Linked DNA regions of Rattus norvegicus: region 2 is linked to region 1. A link is a contact called in public Hi-C data. All regions are on one chromosome and are shown on one strand. Each heading gives the region's core, a stretch centred on a gene start, on an enhancer-like site or on the middle of the called end of the contact. The rest is flanking DNA. Distances are from core to core; before and after follow the strand shown.

Region 1 (6,265 bases), core at 2,026-4,525:
TTATTTGCTTTATTTATTAACTCAAACATTCCACCTGACCCCACCTGCAGGGCTTCAGTACTGGTCCTATACCTCTGCCTTCTTTCTCTGTATTTCTCCCTGCCCTAGTGTCCAGGGAGAGGGGAGGGGCGTGGACATTCCCCATCAACCAGTTCTGTTGCCTAGAGACGGCTCAGTTTTCCCAGGCCCGGCCCCTTTTATCAGGGAGACAATGCGTGCACACACAGTGAAGGCCTTGTGTGGCACCCAAGCCCCTAGCCCTTTGACTTGAAGAATTTTTCAAGTGCTGACCCTTCTTCGTGAGGTCTTCATGCTGTCCAATCCAAGGGCCAGTGTCTCTGCAGCTTCCTACCCAGCCTCTGTGAGTAGAGACAGAGGAAGGGGAAACAGAAAGATTGTTGCCGCCACCCTGCTCGTGTGGAATCTTGGGGGAAAGCTTCACCCTTGGAACCTAGCTAGAAGATACAAGGAAAATGTCTTTGAACAGAAGCGAATGTGGATAAAATTTCCCCCTAAATCTCTTCCTTTCTGCTGTCTCTCTAAAGAGCTTGACTGAGCCGTGAGATCTCAAATGTAAAGGGCACCCTCCATCCCAGAGCACCTGTTTCCTTAGATATACCACCATGTGATGTGTGAAGACCATGTCTCTTGACGAGCGTTCCTTTTAGAGTGATTATTTCCAGCTACCACCCGGAACTTGTTGCATAAGGTCAAGTTCTTTCTCATGGAAAGAAGGACCTTTGGCCAACATAAGTAAAATGAGGTTTTACTAGGAAAAGAATGGGTAATGATTGGAATTCTAGGAAACGTCAACCTGTGAGACCCTTCCAGAGATCTGCATACAGCATACATGCATACCTCAACCCTCATTTGCCTTTGCAACTTAAAAAACAAATTCTTGGTCAATATTAAGCCTGGCTTCATCTACTCCTTCTCTCTTGAGAAGACTCTCTGACAGACCTACCAATGTTGTCTACAGGAGGGAGGCTTGGTTCTGTCAGGACATGAACCAATACGAATGGAAGGACCACTACTAGACAAGCATTCAATGGATCCAAGGCAAGCCAAGAGAAACTGTCACCTACCACAGTGGACTCTGAATGGCTAGAATGGAGCCAGGAACCTGCTTTTTGATCGTGATGGAAAACCAACCTTTGAAGCTATCAAAACAGAGGGCTTACTACATGATTTCAGTGAATAGAAACAAGACCACTGACGGAGCAATGGAAAATGGAGATGAAGTTCAACTTGATGAACAGAGCAGGCCAGGCACACGTGCGGCTCAGTATGAGTACAGTTAGCTGGCGGAGATCAAGTGGTGGTGGGAAAAGGGTGAGTTTCCCATGGTGTAGAAGATCCCAAATTTGGTTTGGCTACTCATTTGTGAAAGTCATGAAGGGCTCAGGCCCCAACGATCTTATTCTAGAAACCCTTAGAGAAGGCTCCAAACTCAAGCGTTTGCTCTTCTCCTCTTGCCTTTGTCTTACCTGAATCATGCCCTTGCCTCGTTCTTCTCTGAGGAATTCCACAGCCTAGTTGCAAGTGTTGCCTCACCCTCCACAGCCTGGCTTTCTAGCCCAGGCCCTCCCAGTGACCTTCTTTCTAGAACCCCTTAGAGACCTGCTTCTGCTTAGGCAATAGAGATTTCAAAGCTGTGTCCCCAGACTTTACCCCATTGGTTACAACATGGCCCCTGGAAAGGCATGTCTCTGGGCAGATGCCAGCCTCATTACCTAATGTCTCTCTCCCCAAGGTCTGTAGAAGCCTCTGATGTGCTCCCTGGCAGGAGGGAATCATCTGCCATGGCAGAAAAGGGATGGGGATTCCTGTCCACTCTTCTGCTGGGTTTTCTGAAGGTCTCTCAGAAGTTAACTACCATGCAAAAAACTGGCTTAATCAGAGGCTGCCTGTGGAAACACAGCAGTCAGTATGGGGACTTGTGGATGGGAACAAGCACAGGTGGGAAGAAACACTTCCCTGTGGTCAGAGGGCTTCTTTTGGACCAAGCTGGATCTCTATGCTGCTGCACGGATGGTTATCACATATCTGTGTGTCACTGCCTCCTGGGAGGGAGTGAGCCCTGTGTGGTCTTCCTGGTTGGCTCCTTGGAGCCTGAAGGTTCTGCACAGAGCAGATGGTCCAGCGCTGCAGGTTGAATCATGCAGAGGCTTCCTGGGTCTATGGGCCTGGCTTGCTGGGTAAAGCACTTGCTGCACAAGTGTGAGAACCAGAGTTAAACCCTGGGGACTCTGGTGAATGAGTGACCATGCTGCCCCTGCTACATTCCGGGACTCAGGGAGGTGGGAAGAGGATCCCAGCTGGCTGGCTGGGCTAGCAGAATCCTCAAACTCTGGGATCCAGTAAGAGATGCTGCCTGGCCTCACTGTCTCCATGGTCGGATGGATCTGTCCGGGAGCCCTGCTCTGACACAGGTAGATCCCATCTGTGCTCATTCCCTGCCTGAGGCAGGAAAAGAATGCAGTGCCCACTCCTCATAAATCTTTGTCACATGCCACCACATCCTGGGGCCCCAAAGTAGGCATTTCCCGCCCCAGGCAGCCTAGTTTGCAATATTCTCCTTCCTGCTGCCTTCAATGTGTCAGTAAAATATGAGGCCACCCACAGAGACAGAAACCTCCTGGAATCCAGTGTTCCCACCCCCTTTCACAGGGCAGGACCATGGATTTGGTTGATTGGCAGAGTTATTCAAGAAACTGTGAATGTGGACATATTAGGGCACTGGGATGGGACTGCTGGTAGAAGACAAAGCCATTGGACAACGTGGATCCATCTGTTTAAACCAAGGTCGGTCGAGCAGCCAGTCAACAGCAGAGACACTGGCCTCCACCCACAAGGCATCTCGAATTCTATGCCATCCCTCCCCTTCTCTCTGCCACACAGGGCTGTTCTGAGGCAGCTCCAGCCTGATTTAGCCCATCCTTCCACCACCATCCCCACCCCCAACCCCCAGCAAGAAGGCAGCAGTCTGTGTGGCCCAGCAGGAGACAGACTTCTGACTCCCAGCCAGGCAGAGGGATGGACAGCCTGACCCTCACCTCAGCCTGAGACAGCCTGCCAGCCTCAGCACTAAACATTCCAAAGACTCCTGGGAAGGTGAGGCCTCTTTGAGGCAGGAGCTGCTTGGGAGGCATACAATGCAGAACAGTCTGGGTTCCAGTTTGGAATCAAGTCCGAGGCTGACTGTCAGTCCCACAGGTTGGACATACACACAATGACCCCTATAATCAGATGTAGATTTGTGAGTAATTGCAACAATTGGCCAGTAGGTGGCAATAGAGGGTCACAAGGAAGATCTGGATGCAGGGACAAGGGAGACATTTCCTTACCTGGTCAGCATGTAGGAAGTGCAGTCCCGTGCCGTGTCACAAGGTGCTGTCCTGTGCAGTGGCTGTTGAAACAGACCTCACACACTGGGTGTTTGGAGGCAGAGGAGAGATTGTAATGTATAATTACAAGGCAAAGCAGTACTGTAAGGTTAAGGGAATATGCTTGGCTGTGGAGGAGGGGTACCCAGCCCAGCCAGATAGGGGTGCTGCTAAGGAAACCAAGAGAGCAGATAGCACCTATGAGGACTCTGGAAGGTGAGAGAGAGACAGCCTGGCAAAACAGAGGGGTGAGCCTGTGCAAAAGACCAGAAGCACAAAGCAGAGGACATGCTGAAGCATCACAGGTGTGTGTGTGTCTGTCTGTCTGTCTGTCCATGGAAACAGCTATAAAACAACATGTGGCAACAACAACAGCAGCATCCCCATTAGGAAGGAATTTTACTGAATCCTGAACATCCGAAACTATGGGACAGCTGGAAAATCTATGAGACCTTGAATGACAACTTCTGCATCTGCAGGATATGGGAGTGACCCTGCCCCATTCCCTCCTGGGGTTGATGGGAAGGTCAAGTACTAGGAAGAAGAACACCAGAATCTGCCTGGGTATGGAGTGAAGAACGGAGAGTGGAGAGTGACTGGGAAACTGGGAAGGATGTGAGCTGAGACCGAGAACCAAGAGCTGCCCAGTGCTATGCTGCTAAGGTCTGGATGAGTCCTTACGAGCTATAGTCATCAGAGAAGGGATCCAGATATTTTATTTAAACATTCCCTAGCTTTATTCATTGCGGCCATTCGTTTTAAGTGTCATCTTGCCACAATGCAGAATTGCCTGAGAACATCAACCCAGGAACTGACTTGATCAGGATGGCCCGTGGACATGGCTGTAGATTATTGTCCTAATTATTAATCGGGAAAACCCAGTCAGTGAGAGGTACCATTCCCTACTAAGGAAAGGTAGCCGAGAGCAAGCAGGCAAGGATGAATTCATGCTCTCTTTACTCTTGACTATGGACACGTTGTGACTGCTTCAGTTCAGACCTTGACTTTCCCAGCATGCTGGGCTATAACCTGGCGTTATAAGCCAAAAGCCCTGTCATCTCTAAGTTGCTTTTGGATAAGATCTTGTTGATTAGAATGCTTATCAACTTTAAATATTAGTCATACACCTCTTAGGATATTTGCTGGTTTTTCACAGCCCCCACAAATACAGGAAGTGGGATGGGATGTGCTGACTCCCTTGTTGAGGATTCTCGATGAAAGTCTGCGTCGTGTGAGGCTACGCACACATTGAAGAGCACCAGTGGGAAAGAAGCAAAGTAGAACCTTACTTTCAAGTCATACCACCCACCCCTGTCCCATGAAAGTCCAGTCTCAGTGACACTGTAGCCTGACAACATTGTAAGAAAAAGTACCATGAATATCGAAGCTGTCAGTCAAGGGTGCTGGAAGGCTTGGGAGAGGGAGGTTGTACTGGCATTGGCTGAGAATCGATGGGGGCATGAGCACAGACAGAAGGAAGCAGTCTGAGGGTTTGTAGGAAGACTCCTTTCACAAAAGAAGATTAAGAAAAATAGTTCCCTCCTCCAGGGAAAAGAACAGAATCACAAGACTTAGGACAAGGTTCATGAACGCGATGCTTACAAATTATTGATTAGAACTGGGTTGTATGACCACAGCTTACATAGGGGAGGCTCAGGACTACAGTTTTATGTGCTAACCTGTGAATGTTTCTGCTGAGGAGAAAGGAGAGGATGAGCTAGGATGAAGAAAATCACTGCTGCCATCCCTAAGAGGGTTTATGGAAATGCTTAATGTAGTGCCTGGTTCACTGGTGACTCAGGTATCTGTTTCATTGCAAACGCAGTGCAAAGTGGGAAATGCAAACTGGCTCTTTAGCATTATGTATGGAACGATACCTAATGCCCTATGCACCCTCTATCCAGACTCTTTCAGGGTTGAGCAGAAGAAAGCAGAGACACAGAGGAAAATACCTGGAGACAGATTCCCCCTTAAGATCTCCAAGCTTTAGTCTCTGGGATTTGAGTTTCCTCCCTGATAGCACAGAAATAAAAATGCCTGCCTCATGATAGTGCTTGTATACATTAAAGGAAAAAGGCCACAGATTCACCCTACGACCCACTGGTCCATTCATTCGTTCATTCATTCTTCATTCATTCATTCAATTAATTGCACTCTTGTGGTGTGTTGCACACTCTTGTGTGTTTGGAATAAAACTGGTTGAAGTCCTGTTGTCCTTCTGTGGGATACAGGCATTAAGCACAGTTATTGCTTCTAACCATACCTGAAATCAGCAGTGGGAAAAACAGCATGTGTCTGATCTATGGTCAGGAGTAGGTTCCTTACGGAGGAAAGTGAGCAAGTGGGAGGGACTGAGCAGTAAGATTGGAGGGTTTGCAGGGACAGGGAGGGAGGTCACAAGTGTTGTGTTCTATAAAAAGATAAGGAGAGAGGGAATATGATTGGTGGAGATGCAGTCAGGTGTGGGGGAATGGAGTGCCTATGCGGACCCATGCTGAGGCATCCCTTCCTTCTGAAGGACCAGATGGGGAGAGGAATTGAGAGGGTAGTAAAAATAGAGAAAGAGAGAGAGAGAGAGAGAGAGAGAGAGAGAGAGAGAGAGAGAGAGAGAGAAGAAGAAGGAGGAGGAGGAGGAGGAGGAGGAGGAGGAGGAGGAGGAGGAAGAGGAGGAGGAGGAGGAGGAGGGGAGGCTGGCCATGAGCACATGGAGAGAAAGGGGGTGGGGAATGGGGAGAGAGGGTGAGCAGGAGCAAGAGAGCAAGAGAGGAGGGGGCAAGCAGCCCCTTTTATAATGAGTTAGGCATACCTGGCTGTTGCCAGGTAACTGTGGGGCGGAGCCTAGACAAAATGCCAACTGAAGAATATTGTCTACTCCTTTG
Region 2 (6,265 bases), core at 1,034-3,533, 170 kb after region 1:
AACCAAGGGTTAGTAAGTCTGGATTCCTGCCAGAACAAGGATCCCCCCTCCCCTTTGGCTACTACTATATTCTGGATTTGGCATGTTTCTTGGTAATTTAACTTTTTTTCTAGGAAGCGTATTAAGAGGGAGAAAATAAGCTGTTTCTTGAATAAACCCATAGAAATGACAAGAAACTTGGTCAGTGCTGACCAACAGTAGGACCCTTACAGAAGCAATCAGCTGACTCCAGGAGAGCACTCCTGGCTTATGTTGTCAAGGTAGACACCTCAGAGCCGAAAGGCATCTAGGATAGAGAGGAGAAGAACCCTCTCTTCCCTACTCACACTAGGGAACCAAACTGAACACACCCAACCCATTGTGCGGCTGAAAAGAACTTGGGCCCTAGTCTGCACACCCAGATTCCACCTGCTCCCCCACAGGTCAGGACTACGCTCTAGGCTGAGCAAAAACCAGACAGCACGAACTAGTGGAGAAAGTCACTGACTGCTGAGAGGAAAAGCCAAGAGGAATCTGGGTGGGGGCACTCAGGGGAGAAGGGAGAAAACTTTCCCAGCCCTCCAGCAATCCAAAAAAGGACGCTTCCAAGCAACCCTTAAAGCCAGGGGTTCTGCCCCAGGGACAGGAAAGGGTGGGTGTCCTCGGGTTCTAGGAAACCTCCAAGAGGGGTGACCGCAGGTCACACAAACACCCTGGGGCTGCCAAGTGGACTGACCTGACCACCACAGCCACCTCCCAGATTTCCCCCTAGGCTGGCCTGACCCACCAGCAGTGCCTCTCCAACCACGGTTTTCTCTCCTGCCAGGTCGCCACCCCTCCCCCTCCTCGTCACAACACACTTGCAGAGTAGAATCCCTCACTCAAGACCCAGTGGAAAATTTCCTTCTCCTTTATGACTAAACTTAAAACACACACACTCCATTCTTTACTGAATCCACACTGGCCAAGTGCGGCCTCGTGTCCCCCGCCCCTGCCCAGCAAACACACAGCAGGGACATTGGACCCGAGAGCTTTAAGAGCTGGAGAACAGAGTTTCCAGCTTCTGCTCCTCCTGGGGCCCTCCAAACACTAATTCCTCCAACACTCCTCAGGCACTCCGGACTGTGGGTTCCACTTCTTATCAAGTCTCTCTAACCAGCACAGTCTCTTTGAGCCCATCACCTCAAGTGATGAGACCTTGGGCATCTTTGCTCTTTGGGTGACAAATCTGCTTTCTCCTTAAGCTCTCCCTCCTCACATACATTCAGGGAAAGAAAAAAAACTTCCTGTGAATTTTCACAGCTGTATGGTAAGTGATTCCCCCACAGTCACCTCAGGCCAACTATCAACAGTACTCCCAGGGAGGAGGGCAACCCCACAGTTTTCTTCTCTCTTTTTTTTTTTTTCATCTCCCCCTCCCCCAGTTCCAGCCACCCAAACTTGGCATTGGCAGGCCAGAAGCTCCATTAGCACTTGCTGGGAGAGCCTGCAGCTAGGCTGGGTTGGATCTCAAGGAAAAGAACGAAGTTCAAGGGCGCAGGAGATAAGCAATCTCTAAACGCTAGTTTTCTCTCGCAACTCCACCCGCACAATCGAGCAACTTGAAAAGCGTACTCGAGGTCCCAGAACTTCAGTTGGAGTTCCAACTTTTCAGAACCTTCTCTCACCCTCCTCCTCCAACTCTTTTTCCTTTCAAGCCAATGGAGAAAATTTCTAGATGTCAAGCAGGGACCTAGTTCACGCCCGCCCGCCCGCCAGAGACCATCACTAGGCCACCGGTTGGGTTCCGTCTGCAAGGCATTTCTGTACATAGAGTCCCCGCCCAGGGAAACTGAGTCTCCCGCTGCGGCGTGCAACTTGCTCCGGGGCCTCCCAGAGCGCTTACCGATGTCGGAGTTGCAGAAGGCATCCTGGGGATGGCTGGGCGAGCATGTGCACGCTTCCGTTCCCCAGTGCCCAAGGCTCCAGCAGCTCAGGAGCAGGACAAGCCCAAGCCAGGGAGTCATGGTAGCTGCTGTGGTCCGCTGCGGGGACTGCCGCTCTTTTCCTCAAAGTTGCCGAGCGCTAGCGCCGGTGCTGCAGTCCGAGCTCACTCGCCGGGTTTAACCGTGCACTGTGCACGGTGGGCAACTTTGAGCTCCGGGGAAGTGCCTTCCAAGTAGCCCGGCGGGATGTGACCAAGTGGCCAAGGGTGTCTGGCGCACGAGTCCGCGGAGCCAGTGAGTGGCCTCCGGGAGAAGGATCGGGAAGCGGAGAAGCAAGAGAAGAAGCTCCTTGGCGCTGGCGGCTGCCCGCTGCCCACTGTGAGCAAGAGTCCAGGGCTGCAGAGTGATATAGGGGCGCGAGGGGACCCAGCCCCTCGGGAGCGCGGGGTCCGCCCCCTCTGACCAATGGCAGCGCCGCATTACCTCATCGGCCCTCCAAAAAGGGGGCGGGGCCGGGGGGCGCGGGGCGACAGGGCGGAGCCGGCCCGGACCGTTCAGATCCTTTTAGGGAATAATGCAGTTGTGGGCACGCGAGTGGGTGGGCTGGGCGCGTCCTGGGCCAGTATGCGCTGCAGCGGCGTCCCACGGCCCCTTCACCCTACGCCCACCGGCCCTCTTTGCGCTTTCGACCCAAACAAGGATCCAATCCCAGCCACCCAGCCTGCCTGCACAACCCTTTCAAGGGCCCTAGGTGGCCCGCGCCCTGAAGTCTTGATCAGGCCTCCTGAAAAAGTCAAGAGGGAAGCCTCAAAGAAAATTTCCCCTTCTTATCTTTCCTAGAGAGAGAGAGAGAGCAGGGAGTAAGAGGAAACCCTTGAGCAGATGGCATCCGTTTTACCCACCTCCCCACCCCCAACACATACACCTCTGCCTTTGTGGGACCGCTATGGTAATTGTCACTGGGGGTAAATTTATCTGTGGAATTATTCAACAAACACTGTTCTGGACGCCAAGCAAGCCCTTGCAATCAGGATGACTGTGCTAGTACGATGAGGAAACTAGAATAGTTGTAGACCTAGGTTAGAATGACTAAGAGGGTGTTGCTTTCTGTGGGACAGTAAAAGGAGTGACATCATGCAAGAACATCAAGTGCAAAGGCCTGGGTCTTCTTTGAAGGACAGAATATAGGGGAAAAGGGGGAGTAGGATAGCTGGTCTCACTGGTGACAGACAGCAATTCCTCCTTCAGTAAGGAACTTCCTGAGGTAAGGCAGTCCAAAAGTGAAGTAGATCCAGATCCAAGATCAGAGACGACTAACAGTAAAATTAGGAATGTTATCAACCAAGCCATTTTAAGTAACATCTTCACGGGTTGGGGGGGGGATGGGAGTGGGCGAGGGCATGGGTGTGTACTCACACTTTGTTCTACCTTTTTGAGACACAGTCTTGCTGACACAGCCCAGGCTGACCTTGAACTCAAGATCATCCTGTGTCAGGCTTCTAAGGGAGTTAGAGATGTGCAGCACCACACCTGGCCTATGCTATCTGTTTTGAAAAGCAGGATTCCATACTCCATCTCCCTATGCTATCTGTTTTGAAAAGCAGGATTCCATACTCCATCTCGTATTTGCAGATTCCTTCTAGTTAGGGAAAGCTAGGACAGGTGTCCTGTGTACCTTCCAGCTGAAGAAACAGGCCCAGGAAGGGGATGCTCCCACCATCCTTGCAGCTGCCTCTAACCAACATTACTTTTATAATAATCTCTCTCCCCTCTCTGCCACCTTACACCTCAGCTGATTTCAAAGGAGACCTGTATTTTAGCTGCAGAATGCTGAAAACTTGTAAAAATTAGGAAAATCCAAGGGAACCCCTTAGATTATCCCCAAGAGAGAGACTCTCTAATGCAGAAGCAGAGAGCAACATGGTAACATTATTTCTGACTGCACTGCCCTTGTTTAGATTGTTTTGTGTCTTTTGTTTCTGTTGGTACCGCTGTTATTTTGAGACAGATCTCATTATGTAGTCCAGGCTGACCTTGAACTCTCAATCCCCCTGCCTCAGCCTGCCAAATGCTTCCAAGAATCTCCCACCCAAGTATTCTAGCTATACAAAAGAGAGCCTAGCTCCCACATCTTTCTGTCTTGTCCCGCTAGGCTTTGAGGCCCCTCCCCTCCTTAATTCTGTTCCAGGGTACCTTGATCTCCTCACTGCATTTCTAGCCCCATCTCCTGGAATATGGTTATATTGTTTCTTTCCTGACACGCTGAAGCCTCAGATGAGGCCAGTACTACTTTTTTAGCCTTAGGAAAGTCCCAAGAAACTTGAGTGTGGATAATACCCCGGCAGTCACTTGAGGTTGGAGCCATGGGCACGATGGGGCCACGCTGAGGAACTAGGTTGAATGAGGACATAGTTGGTGGAATTTGAGAGATTCGCTGAACCTTGCACCGTGCCAGTCATGTGGAAGACTTTAGAAGGGTTTGCAGACAAATCCCCTTGGGTTAAATATCTTACAGGCTACAGGCCTCTCTCTGCTTTCCTATTGAGAGACCATTTTGTCCAAAGTGCCATTTGTTTTTCCTCCAAGAGAGAGCCTTTCTGGAATGCAAGACAAGTGCCAGGCAGCTACTTTCTGTTACGTGTCACAGAGCCGATTCCTCAGAGAGGACATCTGAAGTGTGTCTAGTTCTGGCATCTACTTCCTTATGAAAACTCTGGGTGTCTTCTGATTATTTTCTTTCCTCAAAGGTGCTAGTTTAGGTTTATTTCCCCCCTTGATTCTCCCATGTTGGCTTGCCCAGAATTTGAGGGCTTCAGGGAACACACAGCATTCTGGCCAGGAGTCTTCTCTTCTGCCTAGGCCGAGATGCTCTTCTCTGCTCACCTCTGCAAGATCAACTTAGTCCTGACCCAAGAAAGAGAAGACAGTGCTCCTTGAGTCCTCATGTAGGTCCCTCCAGCAGGTAGACCTTACAGCCATCCATCTGGACATTAGGTTGTCCACTGGACTAATACGTAAGGGTTGCTTCTGCTAGTCCACTTAGTGAGCGAGATTGAGTGGCCCTGGAGCTTGGGTAAGAATGAGGATGCTAGCTTTGCTGTTCTCTTCTGATAACTGAGAACAATGGCAAATTTATAGAACTGGGGCAAGCTGAAGAGGCTTCGGCCAACACCGGGCTTGTCCTCAAACATACACGGCTCACCTAGTCCCTCTGATGCAACTTTTCTAGGGAAGGTCAGAGTTTGTTCACTTACTATGTATCGAATTTCAGAGGGTAGATCTGCAGGGAGGTATTTACTTAGGCATCTCAAGAAGATACAAAGTTGCTCTAAGACTGTTGGTGTTCATACTCAGCAGGAGAAAAATAAGGTTCAGAAGAAAGAACCGGCACAGTGTCCCACACTCGCTAGAGGCAAAGCAGAGTTCATGTTGTGAACCCTGGTTCCTTAGCTTCCATCTGCCTCACATCCGCAGGCCTAAGTCTTCCAGGCCACGGCATATAATAAATGTAGTTCCACGTTCCATAGCTGGCCCACAGAGACCTATGTGCATTGCCTAACAGTTCTTGGCTACACTAATAGATCCTCTGAGCTGACCAGCATTTTATAGTTCCGTGTAACTCAGAGGTTATCGCCTGTGTTTCCCTTTCTACCTTATTATTCAATCCCTTTTGAAAACATGCCAAGCGTGTCTTACAAATACATGTGTGAATACCTCCTTTCTGGAGAGGAAAAAAGCAGGCTAGCATGGAAAAGAAACATATCCAGACCTGAGACCTGTGACAGACATGGCTGCCGAATAGTCATGCTTCTAACCCAGTGGACAAGTCACCTCATGCATCAGCCTCCATGTTTATTGGATAAAAGATTAAACTTTATGATTCCCAGCAAGGTGCCCCTTGGTGGTGGTGGTGGTGGTGGTGGTGGTGGTGGTGGTGGTGGTGGTGGTGGTGGTGGTGGTGGTATCTACTATTCCACGGGAAATTCTCAAAAGTGTGGTGAATGGCGGTGAAGAAGATAAATTTCACTGTGTGAGCAGGTTTGACACCAAACCAGCATGCCCATCCACCCCACTCTCAGCATTTCCTACACTCCCACCCTACTCCGTCTTCCTAGACACAAGGCTAAAAACAAAAGATGCCAGGGCAGTCTGATAAAGGCCCAGGAGAGACTTGGGGTCTTGTTTCTGGTGGAGCCTCTTGGAGTTACCAATCCACCTTTCCGTTTTCTTTAGGATTGGAAGCATTAAAGGGTCCAGAGCTGTCTTTTGTGTTCAAAACTTAATGGACTCTTGCGCCCCGTTCCGATCTCCGCTTAGATGTTACCTCCTTAGCGCGACCTTTTTCCAAGCCCTTCCAGCGG

The links. A called contact is a pair of places that touch in the nucleus more often than the background predicts.
Region 2: a contact with region 1 is called in a Hi-C map of the A7r5 cell line, with 7 times the contacts expected there. The contact joins the promoter of Timp3 here to the enhancer-like site in region 1. A contact is called at or near these places in 9 of 12 Hi-C or Micro-C datasets (the A7r5 cell line, frontal cortex, kidney and 4 more) and 1 of 1 datasets of contacts at active chromatin or transcription factors (oligodendrocytes).

Annotation. Positions count from the first base shown.
Region 1 is chr7:19,288,721-19,294,985 of GRCr8, forward strand. The region is part of intron 2 of Syn3 (synapsin III); the gene reads left to right. Among named protein-coding and RNA genes, the nearest start is that of Syn3, 28 kb to the left of the region's middle. Within about 2 kb of position 3,276, at least 12 of the 93 cell types and tissues checked have an H3K27ac peak or open chromatin away from gene starts, as enhancers often do. A contact at or near this core is called in the A7r5 cell line, where this site is marked.
Region 2 is chr7:19,457,275-19,463,539 of GRCr8, forward strand. Timp3 (TIMP metallopeptidase inhibitor 3) reads right to left here and starts at 2,284. Exons shown (of 5, transcript NM_012886.3): 1 at 1,865-2,284. The coding sequence starts at 1,985. All of the region lies in intron 6 of Syn3 (synapsin III), which reads left to right.